2 separate regions of the Pan troglodytes genome follow, and region 2 is linked to region 1. The links are chromatin contacts, called in public Hi-C maps. All regions are on one chromosome and are shown on one strand. Each heading gives the region's core, a stretch centred on a gene start, on an enhancer-like site or on the middle of the called end of the contact. The rest is flanking DNA. Distances are from core to core; before and after follow the strand shown.

Region 1 (5,576 bases), core at 1,895-4,394:
AGTCAAGGTCGTACGTAGAATAATGTCATTCTCCTTTCATTCAGATTCCAAGTGCATTCTTGAGAAGGGGAAAGGCGGTGTTACGATCTCTGGTGCAGTCCTTGCCAGAACCCTAGGAATGCCCCCTGGAATGGGTGCTGCATTTCACCGCCCTTCATGTGTTTCAGCACAAATAAAACAGCCTAAAGAAGGGCTGCATTGAAGAATTATTGCAACTGTCCAGGCAAAAGTACACAAATCAAGAAATGTCAGAGGTCTGAAAACAGTAACTTTAAGAGATATGGGGTTGGTATTTAAGTTATTGGTAATTGAATGATTGTGGTGGGGGAAGAACTGAGCCCTGAATGGCATGAAGGATTTTACATTTTGCACTGGTGAGGAGATTGGGAGAAAGGGCTTGCTTGGAGGGTGAGTTCATGAGTTGAGTGGTAGAACTTATTGAGTTTTAAGCATATTACCCAAGTGGGAAAACCCAGAGGAGAGTTTGAAGAACTGTAGCTTGTAAAGAAGGTCAGAGTGGAAAGAAGTCTTTATGAGTCATCCATTTTGAGGTGATGAAATATTGTCCATGTTATCCATTTTTAAAATTTTAAAAAGCTGTTGAGTGGGTTTCCTAACAATAGAAGTTCACATTTACTGATGCACTTGCTATGTGCTGGGAGCAGGACCTACCACGGCACAGGCATCGTTTATTCTTAATGACAACCCATGAAGCAGGTAGCCTTACACCCATCTTAAGATGAGGACACAGTGAGACAAAATAACTCAGTCAAGGTCACACAGCAGTAGGTAGTGGAGCTGGGATTCAATCTTAGGCAGGGTAACCTGGTTCCAAAAACTGAGCACTTAACTACCGTATCATACGCTGTCATATAAGCATATGAATGTAAAGCTCTCCCACAGAGAAATAAGTCACATAAAAGTTACATTCCTGTAAGAAATATTAATATGACTTGGTCACCCCAGTATAATCACCTAGCCCCCCACCCTACTCAAGGTATCTTAAATCACACATATCCACTCCACTACAAATGATATCCACTCAGGGAACCCACCTCCTCACTAAGGAAGCGGTAAAAATAAACAACAGCACTGATAGCCATTTGTAGCTTTAAAAAAATCTCTCCTTTTGTCTGCTTTGGAGATTTCTTTTTATCTTTCATTGACAATGTTTTGCAGATGCTGTTCAATAAACCTCGGGCCCCTTCCCCTGTTTTTATTGTGCTGAAATAGTTGCGTGTTGAAATAGTTGCGTCCTTGTAACTGGGTCTTTATTTTTATTGGCAGAAAATTCTCAGTCCACTTATTCCCTTGTATAAAGTAAATTTTAACTATAGAACCTGTATCAATAATGTCATTTAAAGGAGGCTGCTTCCAATACACTCCGCAAAATGTCCGCAGAGATTTCCGGATTTCCCAGTCACCACTTCCCTCCCTGCTAGCCAGGCCTTGCAGCTCCCTTTTCCCTTCTACATCTGAGCACTCTCTGTTCTCTGGCCAGCTGCCTTCTGTTCAGCCCCTGTGTGTTCTCCACTCTCTGCTCTGCCTTAATGATAAGTAGAGTTTCATCCTAAGCACATTAGGGTGGAGGTGGGGATTACTTCTTTATTTGGGTCCAAGGGAAAAACATACCCTCCTATTGGCAAACCATGAAGAGTATGACACTTCGAGTTTAACAAGATTAAGCAATCCCTCTTTGGGCACAGCAATGTGGCCAGTGTGGGGGAAGAGAGTGTTATTCTTCTTGGACCATTTCTCATTCTATATCTGGTGGCTTACATAGGAATTCCAAATTGCAAGATGCCTAGGGTCCGGGGATATGTTGTTGGGACATAAGATAGTTGAAATGGTTGTGTACTTGGGTTTTTCTATTTTTTATGTTTCTAAAATGATAATTGTTATAAGTAGGGCACATAGAATTTACTTTCGGATATTGGAATTGCTTAATTTCGAAGAGATGGCCAGTCAAAAGCTTGGGCATCTCCTCTTCCTGTTCACTTACTACTGTTTTAGCTCTGCTTACCATGAAAGATAAGCAGTCATTTTCACCAATAACTTATACCAAATAGTTGACCTTGGAACCAGCAATTTACATTCTTATAAAAGAGGTCACTTAGGGAATTTAACTGTGTAATCCTAGCCCCCATGTGGTAGGAGATGAGTAGAAATGGAACAAAGTTGGTGACACACCATTTGAAACAATTTGAATTGGGAAATCATTTCTTTTCGACTTCGTGTCAAAAATGGAACCTTCTTTAAAATGGTACAGGAAGGGAGAAGGATGCAGTAAAAGTCTGTAGCAATAGTGACTCAAAAACTCTGTTCCAGGACTCACGAAAGCAATCCTGTTGTCACATTTGGAGGGAAACCAGAAATAATTTAGGTTTTTCACTTTCCTAATAGCTTCTTTTCCAATACCTTTCCTTCAGACACCATGCCCTCCCTTTTATTTTGCCTTTATTAATGAAAACTAATGAAGAGAAACACCGTTTAAACTTGAACTAGGAAACACAGGTTTTGTAGTGCTAATATTTTGGTGTGGGCTCTTTTTTTTTTTCTTTAAGACAATTATCAAGACGAAGCATTTGTTTCTTCTTTTGTTTACCCATGGCAGTTTGTCAGCAGTTATGATAAGTAGAGTTCCATCTGCCAGTAAAACTACATTGCAAATTGCCGTAGAAATTAGCAGCTTTCATTTTTGCCTACATAAATAAATATGCGAAATAAATTGCACATAAATGCATCCTAAAAAATCACAGGTATACCACACAGTTAAATGCCAATCAGACAAACCCAGAGACACACTGCGATTATCTCAGTTTTCAAACCTGGGAGATACACGAATGTGTTTCTAAATGAGAGAGGCAGTGTATCATGCTCGCTGAGATAAAAACAGAAGCTGCCAGACACTGCACTGTGGCTTTATTCTGAGAATCCTTTGCCTGAAACCCGCTCTATCTTTTCTTGATGTTCTCTGTCTCTCTCTCTCTCTCTCTCCCCCTCTCCCCCTCTCTCTCTCTCTGCTTCTCTCCCTCTCTCCTCGCTGTCTTTCCCTCGCTCATTGTTCTCTCTCTCCTCCTGCCTTTGATGCACATACGTTGTCACAATTCATTGACTCTCCTCTCTTCTCTGTTCTTACACTCAAGCCTAGCGGTGCTTTCGCCAGGCAGCAGCAGCCTCTCCTGCGAGTTTTAGGCATGTATGCAGCTCAGTTTGATCGAGCGTTCCTTTTCTGCCTTTTCACTCTTACAAAAGATTAAAAGGTGGCGTCACATTGCTCCCCTGTTCCTTCCCGCAGGAGGGACTTAAAAGGGACAACAAAAACTAATCACTTTCAATAAGCATTTTCTTGCTGGAAAAAAAAAAAAAAACAAGAAAAGAAAAAAAAAGAAAGAAAAAAAAAGGCGGGGGGTGGACTTAGCAGTGTAATTTGAGACCGGTGGTAAGGATTGGAGCGAGCTAGAGATGCTGCACGCTGCTAACAAGGGAAGGAAGCCTTCAGCTGAGGCAGGTAAGCGCCGATCGGAGGGTTTGACCGAGTGGCTTAGTTAAATCTCTGTTTTCACCGTTTTGTAATTGAGAAAGGCATCCGCAGCAGAAGCCGATTTTTCAGTCGGCTTCCTTTTGTTTAACATAGAAAGTACCTGTATTAATTTTGATGAATTAGAGCATGCAGCAAATTCAATTGAAAATAGATTTGTATAGTAAATGCATTTATACTGGATGATTTCTTCTCCGTTTTATTTAAGGAGAGAGATGAGAAAGATGATTTTGATCAGAATAGCCCTTTGCATTACGTTAAATTCTAAACAGCTAACGGAAAGAAAAATAATCCAATTGATACTGCTTTTGAACTCCGGGACTTAAACCCTAGGAGACAGCTGGCATTTGAAATTTTTCTTCTAACTGAACTTCTGATGTGTTATAATAATTTTTCACTGGAGGTTTTAGCAAGGGTAGAGTTTATTTAAGTCGAGCTACTGGGGTTTGTTTGGCTTGGATCTTGTGGGTGAAGCGCTTCTTATATCTCCTTAACCTGTGTCAGGTTGATGGTTCATAAATAGAGATTAAGTGTTGTCCCAAATGAAATATGAAGTTAAAACATCAGGTTAGGGCATGTTGTAGAAAGGGATCTGGTAAATAATTAGGAGAACTGAATTATGACAGTTTGAAATGGGAGTTAACTCTGGAGGTGCTGTTTGATAAACCTTTCTAGATTCTAAGCGGCTCAATAATGGAGGGGCTGATTACCAGTCTCGAGTCGGAACTTTGCATCAGGATCCTAAATGTGGAATACATATGGATTTTCATTGTAGGTAGCTTTTAGAAATATGTCCCTTTTGTGTGCTATGAATGAGAGTTGTGGATTATATTTGATGGCATGTCTCCTTTAAAGAGCTTTGGGGTGAAGCTTGAAAGGCTCATATCTATTTTAACATTGAACAAACACAAAATGCATGATCTCCCAGCACTTGATTTTTGTTGCTACTTCTGTTGTTTTAAAGTTTTGATTATGTGTTTTTAACCTCAGTCTTTGTTGAGTCTGTGTTCATTGCTTCTGCTGCTAAAATGTATTGCTGACATGAATAAACTGAGATTTGAGAAAGCAAAAAAAAAAAAAAAAAAAACCCAAACCCACCTCTGATTAGCCAAGTTTCTAATTAAGGATAACAGAAATCCCGATTATATCTAAGATTTTACCTAAAAGATAGCATAGAATGTTTAAAATTCATTTTTAAATGTTTTTATGAGAAAATCTGAATATTAAAAGTACAAAATCCAGTTAAAAGAATCCTCCTCTGGAATGATATATACAAGGGTGACTTCAGTACCTGTACTAGGTTTGGTCCTAGAAAGAACTGCACTACTATGGCATTGTTGATTTCAGCGGCCACGGAAGGGAGGATATTTTATGTATTTGTCTGGAGATAAGATTTTTTCTTCCCAAGTTTCCAAACCGAACTTGCTCCTCAATATCATACCCTGGCATATCTCGCGTTTTCCAGACCATCTGATGGCATCTTGTGGGTGCAGCCTATGAATCCAATTTTATGAGGACATCAGAAACTGCTGAGTAGTGGGGAGTAGAGACCAAATGGACTGTGGGTCTGATCATACTTCATCATCCAGAGATAATCTCTGGTGGAAGTTCCCTAAGAAGCCCCTGATACAGGTTGGGGAGGCTTAATTTTTCCTCATGGTTGAAAGAATAGGGAAAGATGTAGACAAGAGAAAAAGACACTGCTGTCGAATGTTTGATGCAATCGTGCTGGTGGTAGCATAGTGAGTTTTTAAAATCGCATCACATGTAATTTTTTTTCAGCTTAAGAAACTTTGCAGAATCTTGAAGTAGCTTTTCTCAAATTCAATCTCGTTTTTTTTTTCTACATCGTTTTTTCCTGCATGAAATTTTTCTCTGACTCCAGCTATACCTAACTATTGAAAGCTGTTATTCTGCTGCTGATAATGATGATTATTTCTCAAATAAGTGGCAAGTGTTGAAGGGATGGGCCAAGAGAAGTATGTTGTCTGTATCATATATGCTTTGCTTTTATTTATGAAAATGACTTCTTCCA
Region 2 (5,318 bases), core at 284-2,783, 640 kb after region 1:
CAACCAACGGGGAGATCTGCCTTTTAGCTGGGGCAGCCTCGGACTGCGACTGCAAAAACGATGTCAATTGCAACTGCTATTCAGGAGATGATGCCTACGCGACTGATGCCATCTTGAATTCCCCATCATCCTTAGCTGTAGCTCCAGATGGTACCATCTACATTGCAGACCTTGGAAATATTCGGATCAGGGCGGTCAGCAAGAACAAGCCTGTTCTTAATGCCTTCAACCAGTATGAGGCTGCATCCCCCGGAGAGCAGGAGTTATATGTCTTCAACGCTGATGGCATCCACCAATACACTGTGAGCCTGGTGACAGGGGAGTACTTGTACAATTTCACATATAGTACTGACAATGATGTCACTGAATTGATTGACAATAATGGGAATTCCCTGAAGATCCGTCGGGACAGCAGTGGCATGCCCCGTCACCTGCTCATGCCTGACAACCAGATCATCACCCTCACCGTGGGCACCAATGGAGGCCTCAAAGTCGTGTCCACACAGAACCTGGAGCTTGGTCTCATGACCTATGATGGGAACACTGGGCTCCTGGCCACCAAGAGCGATGAAACAGGATGGACGACTTTCTATGAGTAAGTGGGTTTGTAAAGCATCTCTGAAGAGCCCTTCCCTTGCCCTAGCTGGCATTAGGACTGGGTCGTTTGTGTAGCTTTTTAAATTGCTTTGTCACGTTGTCTTTCTAACTTTAATGATGTCTTATGGCCTCAAGATATTCATGTCCCCTCTCCCTGACTCTGAAATGATTTGCTCTAATGGATCTCTGATATTGAGCATCCTCCCTACTAGAGTTGGGAATTCCTGTTGCCTGCTTGCTGTTCAAATTTCAGGATATTGGACATGCACAGCACCTGGGAGGTAAAATGTTGATTAACTTTGCTGATTATTCAAGTTTGCCATGGGTGCGGAAATTAGAACCTAAAAGGCAAGATCCCAGTGGGGCTCCTGTGATTTGCCAATAGGTCCAGCAACACACTTGACTGCACAGACAGGTAGATAAACTCTGAATTTCCTCCTTAGCAGAAGCAGATCGATACAGATAAAGCATTAGGTATATTAAAAGATGCGAGAGCTGGTCATATTTCCCCTAACAATTATCTCATACTTAATAGTCCTGACGCTTGTTTTGCAAAAAGCTGTTTTTCCTAGCTCCTGCAGGCAGCTCTTGGTCAAAGTGTCTGCTGCTGTAGGTACTAATGGTGGGATGCTGGTTGGAGGAAGTTACTAGGCATGATTCTCCCAGTGGCTGGCTGAGACTGGAGCAGAATTTATAAATATCTGGCTCTCCTAGGTGATGAAGGAGTGTGTTAACCCCTGTGTACTTGGAGTCCTTGCTTGTGTTTTGTCTGGATGCTGCTGCTAGCTGAGAATGTAGTAAGTTAGGGAGAGTTGGCACAGCAAAAAAAAAAAAGGAGGGGGGGGACAAGAGGGAGAACAGAAAACCTCATTGTTGATCATTCCTAAACCCAGCAATGTTTACTTCCTGTTTGTATGCCAATGGTCTTGGGAGAATGTAAAAGGAAGCTGTTGCCACCTGCTGGATATTTAGTGCATTGCAGAAGAATTGCTTTCCCTGGTTCTGACTTTCTTCTTTGGGCAACTCTTTCTCAAGCACCTTAATGATGCTTGAGATTTCTGAAGCATCTTAATACCCTTCAGGACACTGTAGTTTTGATCAAACTTTACCAGCCAGTGATTCTGCCCTCGAGGGTACCATCTGAGTGCTGTCCTTGGCTCTCATACCGAATTAGGCTGAAGCTATACACTCACCCAAACACCTCCGAGATTTTCATCTTCCTTTCTGACAGTTTCAACCAAAGACCTAATGCATTTCAGAAACAATTTGTTGGCTCTCCTGAAAGAGGGGGAAAAAACATCCGTCTCAGGGAGGCCAGCCTGAACTGGGCCTGGTTTACAGACTGTCATAAAGAAGCTTGGGTTCAAGTGCATCCACAGATCTGAACTCTAAAAGGGAAAGTATTTTCCAGAAAGTGTCCCTAGTTTAATGAAAACATAGGCATGACTCGTAATTGTGTTTTAAAATGTTCAGAAGTTACATTGAAACTGAATTTTTTTATCTTAATTTGATAAGCTGCCCTTTTTTTCATAATGTAGATAAATCCAGTGATCACAAATTCTCCATTGTGGGGTTCAAATGTATAGGGTTTTCTTTTCTACCTGAAAAGATGGTGAGTTCTTTTTGTTTTATGGCACTTTTGGCACATGATCAGCCAATTGGAAGACACACAGCCAACTTAAAAATCAGACATAACTTCACCTCCTGTCAGGGCAGTGTGGTCAAGACCAACACTGCATAGCCTTAGCCAAAACTTTAGAGAAAGGGTGATGAAGAAAACCACACAGAGGCTGTGAGGCTACTAGAAAAGTCTGTCCTGGTCGGGAGCGATGCCTCATGCCTGTAATTTCTGCACTTTGGGAGGCTAAGGCAGGAGGATCACTGGAGGCCAGCAGTTTGAGACCAGCCTGGCCAACATGGAAAAACCTCATCTCTACTGAAAATACAAAAGTTAGCCAAGTGTGGTGGTGCATACTTATAGTCTCAGCTACTTAGGAGGCAAAGGCATGAAAATCACTTGAACTCAGGAGGTGGAGGTTGCAGTGAGTTGAGATCACGCAGCTGTACTCCAGCCTGGGCGACAGAGCAACACTCTGTCTCAAAAAAAAAAGAAAAAGAAAGAAAGAAAATGATTTGTCCTTCAGTGAGAGCTTCCTTAGGGGGATTCCTCTCTTCCCACTCTGTTACGGGGGGCAGAGTACAAATCCCCCTATAGGTGAGAAGAGTGGCCATATCTTTTTTTTCTGCATAGAACATGAGGTAGAGAAGCCATTTATCTGCCGTGTTGTCACAGTGACTGTCTAAATATGGATTTGATTATCCCCATTTTATTGATAAAGAAACTGAGGCTCAGAGAATCGAAGTGACTCCCCTAAGACCACACAGGGAGTTGGTAGTGAAGCAGGACTGGAATCCAGATCTCCAAGCCCAGCGTTCTTTGCATTGCACACTAGCGTTGTAAAGCAGGGCTATGAATGGAATTTGTAACTCCACCTTCAGACTCCACATGGGAACTGTCCCTGAATTTTTGGGAAGATGTAACTCAATAAGACCAGCCTATCAATGACTCTGGAAGCAGGAGAGAGAGAGGGGTAGGAAAAAATAACACTATCGAATCTTCCTGGACCCATTTTATGATCAGCCAGTTCCAGAAACTTCCAAGACATCCAACCTTGGAATTAAGATTTCCCCAGATGCAGGCCATTGGGTCTTGATAGAAGAAGTAGCCTGATTTAGTTACATCCCTGAGGGAACTCAGGTTTTCACAGTCTTCCCCAAAAGGCAGCATCTTATACCAGAAAGCTCCTAGGTCTTAGGATCAGGATGACAGGGGTGTGGAGTCCATCTCTGCCACATGCTTACTGATTGACGTTGGACACGTTATTTAACCTCTCTGAGCCTCAATGTCTCATCTGTTACATGGGGATAAAAATGCAAATTAACAACAGGAGCCCTGTGCTAATCCACTGAGATAATACATTTTTAGAAATTAGCAAAGCGCTTGGCATATAGAAGTTTAACTCAGAGTATAGGCTAATGGGATTTGAGAGGAATTATTAAGCACACCTCTGTCTCCTTCCTACCCCTCAGGTTTCACTCAACTAACTGTAGAGTGGATACAAGAGTCAGACAGATAGAGACTTATTTTGGAAAAGCAGAATTGAAGAATGCAGCTTGCACATTAGGTCTTTTTAATACCTCACTTTGCATTTCTCCTGCTCTCTTCCCACCTCCCAGTGCTGCCTGCTGGTCTCTCATCCCCTGCAGGAGCAGAGTCTGCCTTAGCAAACTTCGGGCTCAGAGGGGCAGAAAAACACATCACCCTTAAAAAGAGGCCCTCCAGAAGACAGAAATGATAAAGAGCCTCTTTAGTCATGTTCAACTCCTTCTCCCAATCCAGCAACTGGGGAAGGGGCAAATGTCAGATCAAAGGAAAAGATGGAAGTTGACTTCCCATGGTGTGGGGTTCAAGAGTGATTTTACAGAATAAGCTGCCATGCAATTCATGAAGGCTGGAATGGGCCCCTTTAAAAGTTGCCTCTCTCTCCTCTTTGTCCTGGGAAGTGAAGAGCTGGGCAGAAATAGAGCTGATACAGAATGCCTTTTGGAAACCCTATCATGCCTGCTAAGTTCCCAGACTAGGGAAGATGCATCTGTATTCCTGAAAAGAACAGTACTGTCCTTAAAATTACACTGTCTACTCCCTATACTCTCTCTTTCTCCACTCCCTCCCTTCTTTATTTTAGTCCTTAGCACCTATTACTCACCATCTGACATGCTGTCTATTTTCTATCTTGGTTTAGTTTTGCCCTCTTCAGCTAGCATGAGTGCAAGAATTTTGCTCCCTTTTCTTCCCAGCCGTATCTCCAGTGCCTTGAACTGTGTTTGGCACATCACAGGTGCTTGATGAATATTTATTGACTACATAATTCAAAGGCAGCCTCCAGTCCCACTCCAGCCAAGGCTGGGCCAGTTCCATTGGGTTGGCATTGAGATCCCATTGCTGGAACTTACAGCGCTTCACTCCTACATGCAGAGTCATTTGCAAAAAGACCTACATCTGAAGATGTTCCTTGGGGGAAGTAAGTAGAGCTGGAGGCAGCTGAATCTTCTTAAAAGTTAAAGAAAATCTGTTTTTCTCCCTTTGGCCCATGAGATTCTAGTCCCTACCCTAAAGCTCTGCTCCCTAAAGTAGAAACTCCAGTTCCTACTACTTCTCTCATAAGGAAACGCAGCAGCCTATGCATTGTAAGTGTCCCCAAACTACAGTGGATTGGAATTAAAATCCTTGCCCTGGTCCCAGAGAATGTACTTGTCAGCAGGAGGACAAACTGTCTGTTACTGAGTACCGCACTAGACACCCCGTATCCAAATACTTAGAATTGCTTTGTTTTCTGATGTTTTAAATGCCTTTTGTTTCTGTTTATTAAACATGAAAGTATTGATTACAAGTAATTTCTTTTTTTTTTTTTTTTTTTTTTTTTTTTTGAGACGGAGTCTTGCTCTGTCGCCAGGCTGAAGTGCAGTGGCACAATCTCAGCTCACTGCAGCCTCCGCCTCCCAGGTTCAAGCGATTCTCCTGCTTCAGTCTCCCGAGCACTGGGACTACAGGCGCACACCACTGCGCCCAGCTAATTTTTGTATTTTTAGTAGAGACAGGGTTTCACCATGTTGGCCAAGATGGTCTCAGTCTCCTCACTTCATGATCCACCCACCTCAGC

The links. Hi-C and Micro-C count contacts between places; a contact is called where the count stands out from the background.
Region 2: a contact with region 1 is called in a Hi-C map of stem cell-derived neural progenitor cells, with 4 times the contacts expected there. The contact joins two enhancer-like sites. A contact is called at or near these places in 4 of 7 Hi-C or Micro-C datasets (blood, induced pluripotent stem cells and stem cell-derived neural progenitor cells) and 1 of 1 datasets of contacts at active chromatin or transcription factors (stem cell-derived excitatory neurons).

What each region holds. Positions count from the first base shown.
Region 1 is chr4:165,245,272-165,250,847 of NHGRI_mPanTro3-v2.0_pri, forward strand. The region is part of intron 14 of TENM2 (teneurin transmembrane protein 2); the gene reads left to right. Among named protein-coding and RNA genes, the nearest start is that of WWC1, 720 kb to the right of the region's middle. Within about 2 kb of position 3,145, at least 11 of the 24 cell types and tissues checked have an H3K27ac peak or open chromatin away from gene starts, as enhancers often do. A contact at or near this core is called in stem cell-derived neural progenitor cells, where this site is marked.
Region 2 is chr4:165,891,793-165,897,110 of NHGRI_mPanTro3-v2.0_pri, forward strand. It overlaps TENM2 (teneurin transmembrane protein 2), which reads left to right. Exons shown (of 40, transcript XM_054685276.2): 34 at 1-595. Among named protein-coding and RNA genes, the nearest start is that of WWC1, 70 kb to the right of the region's middle. Within about 2 kb of position 1,534, at least 6 of the 24 cell types and tissues checked have an H3K27ac peak or open chromatin away from gene starts, as enhancers often do. A contact at or near this core is called in stem cell-derived neural progenitor cells, where this site is marked.